3 separate regions of the Gossypium hirsutum genome follow, and regions 1 and 2 are each linked to region 3. A link is a contact called in public Hi-C data. All regions are on one chromosome and are shown on one strand. The core of a region is the stretch at or near the end of the contact, and the rest is flanking DNA. Distances in the headings are between cores, read along the strand shown.

The links. A called contact is a pair of places that touch in the nucleus more often than the background predicts.
Region 1: a contact with region 3 is called in a Hi-C map of leaf, with 1.8 times the contacts expected there. The contact joins the promoter of LOC107903978 here to the promoter of LOC107939214 in region 3. A contact is called at or near these places in 13 of 34 Hi-C or Micro-C datasets (callus, hypocotyl, leaf and 1 more).
Region 2: a contact with region 3 is called in a Hi-C map of leaf, with 2.6 times the contacts expected there. The contact joins the enhancer-like site here to the promoter of LOC107939214 in region 3. A contact is called at or near these places in 4 of 34 Hi-C or Micro-C datasets (leaf and seedling).

The regions. Positions count from the first base shown.
Region 1 is chrD05:46,861,883-46,866,446 of Gossypium_hirsutum_v2.1, reverse strand. It overlaps LOC107903978 (putative potassium transporter 12), which reads right to left and starts at 2,488. Exons shown (of 9, transcript XM_016830215.2): 1 at 1,633-2,488; 2 at 785-1,013; 3 at 438-686. The coding sequence starts at 1,896.
Region 2 is chrD05:47,264,946-47,269,003 of Gossypium_hirsutum_v2.1, reverse strand. No RefSeq gene overlaps it. Among protein-coding and RNA genes, the nearest start is that of LOC107902297, 26 kb to the left of the region's middle. Within about 2 kb of position 1,408, at least 4 of the 9 cell types and tissues checked have an H3K27ac peak or open chromatin away from gene starts, as enhancers often do. A contact at or near this core is called in leaf, where this site is marked.
Region 3 is chrD05:47,047,383-47,051,719 of Gossypium_hirsutum_v2.1, reverse strand. LOC107939214 reads right to left here and starts at 3,013. Exons shown (of 7, transcript XM_016872507.2): 1 at 2,585-3,013; 2 at 2,396-2,476; 3 at 2,105-2,281; 4 at 673-843; 5 at 207-419; 6 at 39-127. The coding sequence starts at 2,672.

The sequences.
Region 1 (4,564 bases), core at 1,239-3,738, 180 kb after region 3:
GATTCTCCGTAAGGAATCCATTATGCTCCAATACTCACATTACATGGATGACCCTCCAAATGATGTCTACTAAAGATAATAGAAGCTTGCTCTCTTCATAGCATATTAAAATTTTGAGGTCTGCCCCAACAACTGTCACATGGAACTAATGGACTGTATCAAATCTTTTTCATTTTCTAAGGTAGAATCTATTAAGTTATTCAACCATGAGTTACAAAGCATTTTCTTGAATCACATGAATTAGAAGAAGCTGCCATACTTAAGACATCATGAAATCTAAATAGTTGTGAGACAAATTTTAATGCAACTAACAAAGACAACATTCAGGTTCAAAGCATCAAATACCAGTCACAGAAAAAGCAAAGACAGAAATTGCAATACTTGTTTAAAATTTGATTTTGTTAACTTAAATGGAAGATTGGTACACATCTATCTACCTGATATTGCGGGGGTCAGAATACCATCCCCTATGACCATGGAAGTTCCCATCAAGACCAATAGCAACAGGAGGGTCTTCAAGGATGATCTCCTTTCCAAAGTCTCTTTTATGCTTAAAGCCCTTTCTAACTCTGGAGTAGGCAGTTTGAGCCTAAAACTTGATATCTGTTCATCTGCCGGTTGACGATTTGGCAGCATGTTGACCTTCGCATACCTGCAAATCAGTGAGTACAAAGCAAAGGTTCCCCCTACAATTGCATCAATTTATATGTTAACATGTATATGATCTTCAAAATATCCAGTAAAAAGTATGGAGAATAAGAGGATTACTATGAAAAGCCCTTACCCTCCCCATTATCATTGGCTTTAAGCACTACAAACACGTATTTTACCAAGGGGAGTAGAGCTATTGTATACATCACCAGTGATAAAGCACCCAAGATATCCACTTCTGATTCTATTTTGACTTTGCTGAAGACATCACTGAAAACATACAAAGGGCTTGTGCCCATGTCACCATACACAACCCCGAGTGTTTGAAAGGCCAATGCAAGAGTGCGCCAAGTGGATATGTCCTGATTGATTAAAGTACTACATTTTAGTAAGAGAATATAGTTGAGCTTAATGGAAATAAGTTCATTCGCAAAAATGACAAAACAATTCTTTTAAGTTATTGAAGACACTATAAGGTCCGTAGTTGACTTTCAATGACAGAAATACATGCATTCTCAGTATAAAAAGCTAATCACTAACGAAAGAAAAACAACTTGTATAATTCCCTAGCTATAGTCTGTTGGACCCTAATCATTTTCTCCTCTAGAAAGTAAAGGTTTAGGTACTAATTCCTCTCAACCGTTGATCGAAAGACACTATTTTCTCTATATACCAACAAGAAAAAACTTGCCCAAATTTGTAGTCCATATAAAAGTCATAAATGAGCCAAGTTGAGCCAAATGAATATAACAGAAACTTGAGGACCCTTCAATCACAGCACTTGCTAGAGCAATGAGTCTAATGAATCTCTTCCCACTGCTGAACTCATTTATATATCAGAAGAGTATATATCAGAAGTTGAAAAATAGAGCTGTTCCAAGAATTAACATTGAAGAGTAAAAGAAACAAAAAGCATTATCATATGCAAATATCTTCGAAGTGCAGAATCTTCACGAAATGGAGATAAAACAAATTCAATACCTTAGGGTGGTGACCATGAGTACCAGCAATCTCCATGGCTTCAACATCAAATGAATCAACTCTTTTGGGCTTCTTAACCAGTCTCCTCCTCAAAGATCCATACCCTTCTTTGGCTTCGTTATCATCAAACAATGACAAAGGAGGTGACTCTGAGTCCACCTCACTACCATCCACCCACCTTGACTCGTTCACCCCTCCACCACTGAAAGTTCTACCCCTCAGTCTCACGCGGCTACTCTCTTCAATCCGATCTTCTTCTTCCATATCCCCTCGAATACCCACTTCAAAAAGGGCCTCCTTGTCTGTAAAAAGACTTCCTTTTTTTCTGGAGGATAAGATAAGAAAAGCCTCAGCCAATCAAATCTTTGTGAAGAAAAAAGAAAATACTACCCTTCGTATGTCTAGTGCTTCTTCTTCAGTCTCAGGATTCAGTCTCCTGTTTTCTCCTAAGGTCAATAACTTGATATGGGGGTGTTGTTCTTAACTCCTTCAGTGGGTCCCCTTCTGAACTTATTGCAGAGACCAGAGCAATTATTAGTTAGGATAGGACAGCAAAGGCTACTAAATATAATTTTTAAGAATAAAAGGATATACACGGCTAAGTTCAATGTTTTTTTTTTTTTTTGCCGGGGGATTACTTTTTCGTGGGAGTCTGACACAATGTAATTAAGGGATGCCAAGAATTTCAGACAAAAAAAAAAGGAAGAATGTAACTGTTGAGTAGGATGATTATTACAAGTAATGTTAAGCGTTGCTGTCTTGGCTGGCTTTTGGTGACGATGAAAGGATTAAGGCAATCAACGACTCATTGAGTTATTTGTTTTATATTCTGGGTTTTGTGCTAAAAAAAAGGTCATGTTCAAAATTCGATTTATTTCAATTTTAATTTAATCGCAGTGTTTTGATGATAAACACAAAGAAACGACCTTCCAGTATAACCTATAAAAGGAATGCTATTGGCGGATAATTGCAGCAATGGTGGGACAAAGACAAATTTATGTTTCCTTCCTTACTCCACATGCTACATCTTAAACCTAATGGTTCATTTGAACGAGGGTGGGATACATTTCGATAATATTAAAATAGTGACTGCAGTAAAATTAATTACTTTAAAGATGAAATTAGATATTATAATAATAAAATTAAAATTAATTAATTACAATTGTTATGATGAGGTGAGAATAAAAATAATAAGGATATTAAATGAAAATATGTATTAATATAAATAATAAATTATCCTTTGTCTAAAATTGAAAATTTGTTTGATCAACTTGAAAGTTTTCAAAAGAGTATTTGATGGTCACTAAACTAACTATAAATACGACTAAGGCAAGCGCATCTATCGAACAATAGTATAGTTATGGTGAGTAGGGAATATTGTATCCACGAGGACTAAAAGTACTAGTAATTACCGTTTTTCTATTATTTAGCCGACAAATTGGGGTGATTGTTTTTAATCTAAATTTACTAATCTAATTTAACTAAGAAAGACAATACTCAGGAAAGAATCCACCTAGACTTCACATACTATTCTAAATCTGAATTAAACGATTTATTCACTTGTTCTCTATAACAGTACGTTTTTCAGTGAAATCGAAACAGTGGTTTCGGGATCACAAATCTGAGTCAGGAAGAAATTTTATTTTAATATTAATGCATGGTCTGCATTATGATAGGAAAGACGTATGAAAATTTTGATAAGAAAATTTTACTGATTTCATGTTTAATTGTCAGTAAGGACTAAATTGTATAAAGTGCAAAAGTTGAATTCTATTAGCTAGAGGGATTAAATAGCTATAGAATTCAAAATTTGAGGTCCTTGTAAGGAAAATAGACCATTAAGAGAAGTTAGTAGATATTTATGATGATTCATCCATGGAAATTTAAGAAAAGAAAAGGACTAAATTGGAAAGTGGGAAAAATAAAAGATGATAGTTAATTAAAAGATAAAAGTATCATTTTATATCATCATCTTCCCCAAAATTTTCTATGGAAACCCTAATTAAGAGAGAACTTCAAGCAAGCTTAATTGCGTAAGTAATCATGTCACCTTTTTAGAAATTTTTACATTTCCTAGATCATAATAACTTAATCTATCTATTTTGGGGATCAATTTGCAAAGTTATCAAAGTATTAAAATTTTTCCATGGATAAGTATGCTAAAATTTTGAAATTTATGGTAAAAAATGAAAGGTTGTTGATAGATAAACAACTTTTGTAAATGAAATTTTCATGAAATTGTGATTTAGGGATTTAATTAAAAAGATGTAAAATTCATGGAAAAATTCTGAATTTTGTGAAATACATGGACTGTTATTGTTATATGAAAAATTCAGTTAGTCTTGGAATAAGGATTAAATTGCATGAATTTCATTTTCTGATCCTAGTGATGAAATCGTCATTTATTAAAAGTATAGAGGCAAAATGGTAATTTTGCTTAGGATGTGAATTGGATTGAATTGAATATGAAATGTGTTAAATTGTTGTTAAATTCATTTATATAGATCCAGAAAGATCAAATAAAGAGTTAGATCAATGAAAAGAAAAAGTATCAGATTAGTAGATTTTCATATACGAGCAAGTGACGAGGTAAGTTCATGTAACTAAATTGTGTACATTTATATGTTTGAATTAAATGTTATATATGTGAATTTAATAATTTCCATGTATATGAAATTGATTAAATATTTGAAAATGCTCGATAAATGTTAAGTTCCGTTTGAACAAATGAAAATCGATAGATACAAGTTTCTCGTATTGATTGTAGTCCTGCATATGTTGTGGACACAACACAGCTCGGAAGAGCATCCTGTTATTAGTCATCTTAAGCTTCCCGTTATATTGTTCTTACAAGCTTCCCGTTAATAGCTCTTAGGAGCATCCCGATTGGGTGTGATCCTACATGTGTTGTGGACACACCACAGCTCTTATG
Region 2 (4,058 bases), core at 159-2,658, 220 kb before region 3:
TTGCTTGGGTACCAATACTTAAAGGCCTATAGAAGCAATTAATGTTTCAATTAAAGAATCCAGTGATTCTAATTGTTTCTAACACCCTCAAATGACTTTTAATCCACGAGAGAGTATAAATGAAGCATAAGAACACTCAGAAGAAGCTAAGAAACAAGGTTACAAAGATTAACTGTAAAAGTCCAATTCTTTTCACTATTATCTCATTTTCTCTTGTACACACTTGTGGGGTTAATTTTGATTCGTTCTTTCAAGTGTTGTATTGTTGTGTGAGAATGCTTAATTGTTACATATCAACCTTCCAGAGGTGATAATCCTTTCATAATTAATCCAATTCTTTCCTTGTGAAAAGATAGAGATCGTAAAGATTAAACTTTGTCCTTCAAAGGTTCAAATGTAGTGAATTTGAGAAGTTCTTAGTTGTTATAAGTTAAGGTAGTGGAGAAAGACAACTGGGGTTGAACCATTATAAAGTCTTGAGTCTCTATTTCTTTCCACCTTTGCTTAAATTTTAAATCACTAATTCACCCCCTCTTGGTGCTTATTAATCCTAATAATTGGTATTAAAACTAGATATCTAAAGACAATGTTACTACCAAGAGAAAATATCCACAAGAAGCTAAAGATGGAAACAAGAAGTAAAAAAAAAATTGTCTCATGGCATTTGTTCAAAATTTCACCATTTTGGGAGGTCATTCCACTATGAAGCCTCCTTTATGTTTCATTCTTGTGAAAATTTTGGTCCATTTTGGTGTGTTGCGATCTATTTTGCCCAGCACCAATCTTTACTAGTGTATTGGTTTGTATTAATTGTTACAAAATTTTGATATTTCAAACTAATTTTAATATTTTTATTTTAATTAATTTTAATTTTTTATAATTACATTAAAAAATAAAATATATTTATTAAATTAAGCTATTTAACCAAATTAGTAATTTTAAAATTTACATTTGTATACAAAATATAATTGAGGTATATTTGTTATAGAATTTTATTTACAAAATTAGAAATTTTAATGTAAACATATATGAAATTTTAAAAAGTATATTTTTGTAAAAAATCAACAATTAAAGGAAACCTAAATGCTGGTGTAGTAGTAGTTGAAGTGTCGAAATTATTGTACATTGACATCATAACGTAGTGTTTAAACCTTGTGCAACTTATTCCCTCCAAATTTGGAAAAAGAAAACCCTAAATAAAGAAGAATGAATAAATGGAAAGAGTATAAAGGGTCAAGATCAATAAGTTGACAATCCACATGGGGTGGAAGGAGGATGCAACGATTCCTTTCGTGGGATGATGGAAAGCACACCGGCCCCTCCATCGTATCAATCATGCAATGCAATCCCCTGCTCCGGGAGTTTTCATGGGATGCAATACGGGCCACAGTAGCCGTCCATTCATACTTTTCCTTCCCTTGGAACTGACCCACTATCGCAAGTCCATTCACACTACCTACCTAGTTAGGCCGTAGGGCATACCAATGAATCAAAAACACAAAACATCGAAGCCCAATTTGAATTCTAGAATTTCAATTTTTGTTTAAATTGAATCACTTTCGGTTAAATATTATTAAAATTTATTTGATTTGGTAAAATTTATTTTTCTTTATAAATAAAATAAATATAATTATTGGAATTGAGCTGAATTTTATATTTTAGTTAATTTATAATTGTTATTTTTAATTTTTTTATAATATAAAACCAATCCAACCGTGAAATTCGGTTCATGTCAGTTCCATTATTTTTAATATTTGATTTCATTTTTGTAAAAACCCAAAATACTGCGTATTAATGGCATATTCTTTTTTCTTTTTCCCCTAAAAAATCCAAATTAAACCATTATAACCTTTCGTAAGCCGGTATGTGCAAAAACATCACTTCCAAAGATGAAGTCAAAGAGAGCAAACAATAGCCTTAGCCTCTATTGGCTTGTTAAAATACACTAGATCATTTAGTATATATTACTCTAAAAAATTATAAAATTTTATTTTAATTTAAGATATTTTATAACTTTTTTATATAAAATTTTTTATTTTGTCCTATCCTCCGCCTCGCACACCGTATTGTCGAGGCTGTATCTGCCAAGTGCATATGCTGTAACCAGTGGGTTCCTATTCTCTTGGCACTCTTCTGATCCTCCAAAGTCCAAATGCCAGCTTGAAGGGAGCTGTGAGGCTTTTTTGTTGTTCGCACCTAAAATTCACTTGAGTTGCACTAACATCAGGTCATATCTCGAAAGGTTTCATTAATTATTTAGTCCAAATTGCATAGTTAGCTTTCAAGTAAACATGTTTAATGATAAATTTATTTTTCTAAATTTAAAGATTTATTTGAAAGTTGAGAAAGTTTGAATAAAAGTAAGAAGTTCAAAAGGTAGGTTTAGACAAATAAATTAGACTCATTTAAAATGAGATAAATTACATTTAAGATTACAAGATTACTTTAAAATAGAGTTTCTCTTATTTTGGTTACTCTAATTATTTTTTCAATTTAGTCATTTTAATTAATACAATTGTTCGAACTAGTCACAGCCATAAAAAAATAGTTAATCCATTAATGAATTACTAAGGTGACACATTAACCAATTGAAATGATGATACATGACACTTTTTTTATATTTAACTAAAGCATAGGGACCTCTCTTTAATTATTCCAAAATATAATTTTGTCTCTTCTCTCTTTACCTCAAAAATTGACCACCAACCAACAGATAGCACATCAATCGTTTCTGGCATTGAATGGCTTCCATGGTCAAATTCCACTCACAATGAGTGACCTATAAACCCATAAGTTTATGTTGCAGAACTTGCAATTGTGGCGCCTATGAAACCAGATTGGCAAACTATGATGCCATGATTAGGACAAGACCTAAATAAATGGTTGGTTCATTGATTGGAGTGTTAAAGCGAGGGTTTTGATTTTGGCATCCCCGATGGGGCTAACCCAACTCCCGAACGAAATGTAGATGACTGAGTTAGGCTTTAGGTGGTCCAACCATTCTAAGCAACTGATATCTTCTTCCCTAAATCTTGGGTTTTTGGGTATTTCTAATGATGGTTTGGTCAATGGTTCGACTGGGAAAATAATTGGATTGTTGTGAGGTGAGGAGATATGATGGCCATATTCATATTCGTCATCGGCAGCGAAGAATTCTTGGGGAAAGGAATTCAAGAGGAGCCACAAAAGATATGTGCAACATTCTAACGTTGTGGTCTAAAATTTGAGTCTAGCTTTTCTTGAAGTTAAGATTCCGATCAATTTTTGAGGTAAAGAGAAAGAAAAAAATGTTTTGAAATAATTATTGAGAGGTCTCTAAGTTTTAGTTAAATGTAAAAAAGTGACACGATTCGTCATTCAATTAGTTAATGTGCTACGTCAATAATCCATTAATAGATTAACGAAATTTTTAACAGCAATGACTAGTTTGAACAAATATCTTAATAGGTACCATATTGATAAAGGGAATAGTTTGTGTCTTAGCAAGTCAGAATTTACCATCGTGAGACATAAGTAGCATATTGATAAGGGTGTAACACCTTATACTAATGTGATTTTCGAACTCGGATAGAATCTTGAAAATATGCCAACGAGACTCGTATTCGATAGTTAGAAAAATTCACATTTTTTAAGGACAGTCTTGATTAGGAACAGATGGAGGAAACCTCAACCCGAGGTACTTGAAGTTTTAAGGAACTAAAGATATAAGAACCCAACTCGCTTAAACCTAGAAAACTACCCGAACCTTGGTATAAGGATGATGATACACTCTGGAATGGATTGGAACAGAGTGATAAGACAGGGTTGAATGCCACAAAACCTTTAAGTTTTGATAAGTTCGAAAGTTCAGTTAAGAACCAAAAGAGAAAATTCTCACAATAAGTTTTATAATCAAAGTTGTGTAACCTTACAAATGGAATGACCCAAACTATTTATGACCTAGGAGACTAAGGGCCATATTCGGCCATAAAGGAATTCGTGCATGAGAATTTAATTACATTCATGTATTTTTCCAGATTCAAAGCATGATTGAAAAGTCACATTCCTCCTCTCTAAAA
Region 3 (4,337 bases), core at 1,764-4,263:
AAAGGATTTGTATATGAATAATAATACTGAATACTCACTTTCTGGGTTGATACAATGGTGCCCACTCTACGCTGCAGCAAAGCTAGCATGTAACCAAAGAAGCCAGCAGCAACAAGAACAGCAATTCCTGCAATGACAGATATTACAATTTGTAAACCCCCAATATCAAGAACTAACGAAGATCAAATTTAGGTGAATTAATTTACCAAGAGGAAAACCACTTCCATACTGATAGGCACAGTCATCAAAATGTAGTTGAATCTCTCTAATCGCTCGGTTTCCTCTATCTATCACAAGAAGAGAGCAACTGCTTCCAACATAGACTACATCAAAATCGTTAGAAAACTTTGCATCTTCACTTGGTCCATCTACATGTCCCCCTCCCCGGGTCAATTTCCCACCAGCAATTGTCGTAATACCTGAAGAGGATTTCAGTTGTATCAGCAATACTTTGAGAATTTTAAGACATTGCAAAAGTTTAACATGATGACAAACACTAAGCTTGCCAAATAGTGATCCTATAAATAATTTTGAGAAAAAGAGGAAAATGTGATGCACAGAAGTAAGTAAGATGCAAGAAGAATGAAGGATATAAAACTTGCATACTTACGTCAAAATAACAAGTGATTAGCAATTCCTCTTTCAGGAAACTCAGTATTTTACATTGCTTACCTGCATCACTTATCTTCCTGATTGCCATGTTCATAGTGTCTGCAATATAAATATTCCCTCTATCATCTACTGCTAGCCCTTTCGGATGGTTCATCCTTGCCTCTCTCAGCTTCCCATCTACATGTCCAGGGTATCCTTCCGGGGATCCAGCAACCAGCCTTGGTCTACTATCTGCATTTCTCCCATAATTTAAATGAAATGTTTACAAGAAAAGACTTTTCTATGGACAACGCAAGACAAGCATGACTGGGGAATTGATTGAGTGAATACCAGAACCTTACATGTAATCAATCTTAATAGGGCTCTCTTACCAGAAACTGCCATCTCCCTAGCCATTTTTGTATTGGTATGCATGATCCCAATAAAGGAACACACTAGGGATCCAATTCAGTAAGAATAATGATCCCACAGCATATAGTTCATCATAAATTTGAGTAATACAAACAATTCACAAACTTCAGAATTTATTCATCAATTTAGACTTATTTAATTATACAAACACAAAAACTATATATCTAAGTTCCAGAAATACGTTCAATGTTCTAATAAATTGTATTTTATTCCTATTACCCCTAAATTAGGTTTCATATTAGTAGCGATTTAAGTTCTAATTATCGTTCCTTGTACAGACTGATCTGCATCCCAGGTAACATCGTAATAGGGTAATACGCATGCAGTGCAGAGAGAAAAGAGTAACACGGTTGAGACATCACACAATGGACGGAATCTTTATCTTAAAAATTTTGCAATGACTGGTTAAGACATCAAAATAACCTAAGAAGAATAAAACTGAGTAGAAGCACGATAAGTTTACATTCCATTGAACTTGCCAAACGTCTATGATATATACATTTACAGTTTACAGCATTCCCAAGTTACCAAGTTGAAAATGTTATAATCCTCAAAATTATTTAAATGCTCTTAGTGAAAGATCTATTTGTTTCCAATTTATTTGAAGAAAAACATAACAATATTTTATAAAATATTGGTAGAACATCTGCACCATTCATCTAAGTTCTAACTTACAAATATTTCTATAACCGGCATCTTTCAAATATATGAAATGGAAATGCATTTGAAGTACATTAAAATGCTTGACAGATGAAACAACTTGCTCTAACTCTAACAAGACCATCAAAATAAAAAATTGCACTCAGCACTTGGACAATGGAGAATGTATGCCAACTCAGCTAAACGTGCACTGTCCTTTATGAGGCAGGTTCAGCAACAGGACTCACTGCCAACAGATGCAAATACCTCAACTTTTTCCATTAATAACAAGCCTTGAAACATTCAGTAAGAAAAGATCACACTAAAAAAACAAAGCATTACCCAAACAAGGCAAACAATTTGAATTACTAATGCAAATGCAACAAAAATTAACAAAGCCAACCATTTGAATAATACTACGAGAAAGAAGAAACCCACTTACACAGAGATAAAGAACTAGACATCCGATAAAGGTTGCTATTAGCAGAGTCCAAAATTAGCAGCTCTCCACTGGGCAAAATCTCAATAGTGTGAGGTTCAACCCCAAGCTTACTTCCATCAAACACAGTCTCCACAGTGTATCCACCCTCAAACTTCATCATTGGACGGCCAGTAATTGCTATACATACATAAAATACCATGGAGACCACCACATCAGATGCTAACCTCAAAGCCAAAAAAAAAGAGGAAATGTGGGTTTTAATTCTAAATTCTAATAGTCGGAGATCTTAACCTGTTTTAGTGGTAGATTTGAGTGACCATAACCATTTCATAGAGGCAGACACGGCATTAGAGAAAACCCCACTTACGATCTCTGCAGGAACAAAGAATCAAATTCATTTTCCATTAAAGCAAGGATTTAGCTTAAATCTAGAAGCAGATCAAAATCAATGCGAGCTTTTTCATTTGTTTGGAAACTTACTTGCAGGTGAAGAAGTAGTAGGAGCTGAAGTGACACCTCCAAGAAGAAGCAAAAGAGCAATACCCAAGACCAACACATTTTTACCCATTGCCACTTCCACTAAAGCAAGAAAAAGAAAAAGAAAACCCAACAAAGAGCTCTTAGATATGAAAGGATATTCAAGCTTTACACATTGAGAAGAAATGCAAAACCCTATTCAGAATCTGGGACTTTTGCAGGAAAGTGAATGAACACTTTGAGCTAGAGTAAAACAGTGTGCTTTTCAATTTTTTTTCCTAGTTTTTTTAATAACAATAGGAAAAGATGGTTCTTTTTCTTGGTTTCTTTTGAGACACCGTGAAGAGTAGAGTGGTGAGTAGAAGAAGAGGAAAGGGAAAGAGACAAGAAAAAGGGAGGAAAAGCAATAAGAAAAATTAATAATAATAAAGCAAAAGAGGTAAAGGGCACTCGCTGTGACAGTGAAAGAGAGAGAAAATCAACATGATGTGGTTATACCTGGATCTTCGTGTATTACTACGGGATTAATGTATTTTCATGATTTATAATTATATTTAATATATGTTAAAATTTGATAGTATATCCTTTTAAAAATATATTTGATAGTATATAATTTTATATTATATCATGATTTATCATTTAAAGGAAATAAATTTATTAATAATGTATAGTTTACTTTACTTTATCCTGATCAGAAAACTTTAACTTTTAAAAAGGATATTAATCTCAAAAGGATTAATCATTGTAAATGGTAATATGAAAATAAAAAATACATTAATTCAAAAAAATAAAGAAGATTTAATACATAAAGTATATACTTTTATTATATCAAAAATTAATTTTTAATATATTATATGTTTTTACTCTTTTTTAAGAAATATTTTTACTTTTTTTATAAAAATATGCTTTTGTTGTAAATATATTGATAAGTGGATATCCATAATTCCCTTAAATATATCTTATTGTAACCCTCAAACAATAATTGTCTATGACCCTTAAATTAATTATTTTATAACCCCTAAATAATTTATAGAGTATCTTAATGTCAGTTCTTAATGTTGGTCCTTATTATTTTTTAACTTATGGTACTTGAAGCCCTATAAATAGAGGGTATGTACAAGCTTATTGTATCTTGAGCGTTACGGGCCTCTTGAATCTTCTATTTACCTACTTATTTATTTTTCTTTACTTTGATTTGTTCTTTGTATGAAATGTGGCTTTATTCTTGTTTTCTTTCTTTTTGATAGGAATTCTCTTGTTAAGACCCTATGAATCAATTAAAACTTCAGATTCATACCAGAACCACGATGATTCAATAAAACCTTCAAACTAAGTCCAAAGATTCTTTGAGTAAGAACCATTGGATCATCACTTATTCAATCAATAGAATAGATATAATAAAAAAAAATACAAAGAAAAGAAAATCTTTCTTTCTCTCTTAATCTTTATATTCTTCTTTTAGTTTTATAATACGTTGTCAGCATGATCTTACTCAGAAATAAAAATTCTTATGTGTTGAAGATTACACTTATCCTCCATGATTTTTCATTTGAAGCTTTAGACGCAAGATGCAAAATTTTGAATGGAGTTTTTATTTTATGTTTCATATTTAGATTATTATTATTTTAATTCTTAATTAATTATGATAATTTTGTTTAATTTTTTTAATTTTTATATTTTAAGCACGTGAAAGATTTGATCTCTATTTAGATCTTGATCAAATGCAATTTTGTGTCAACTTTTGTAATAGCCCGTT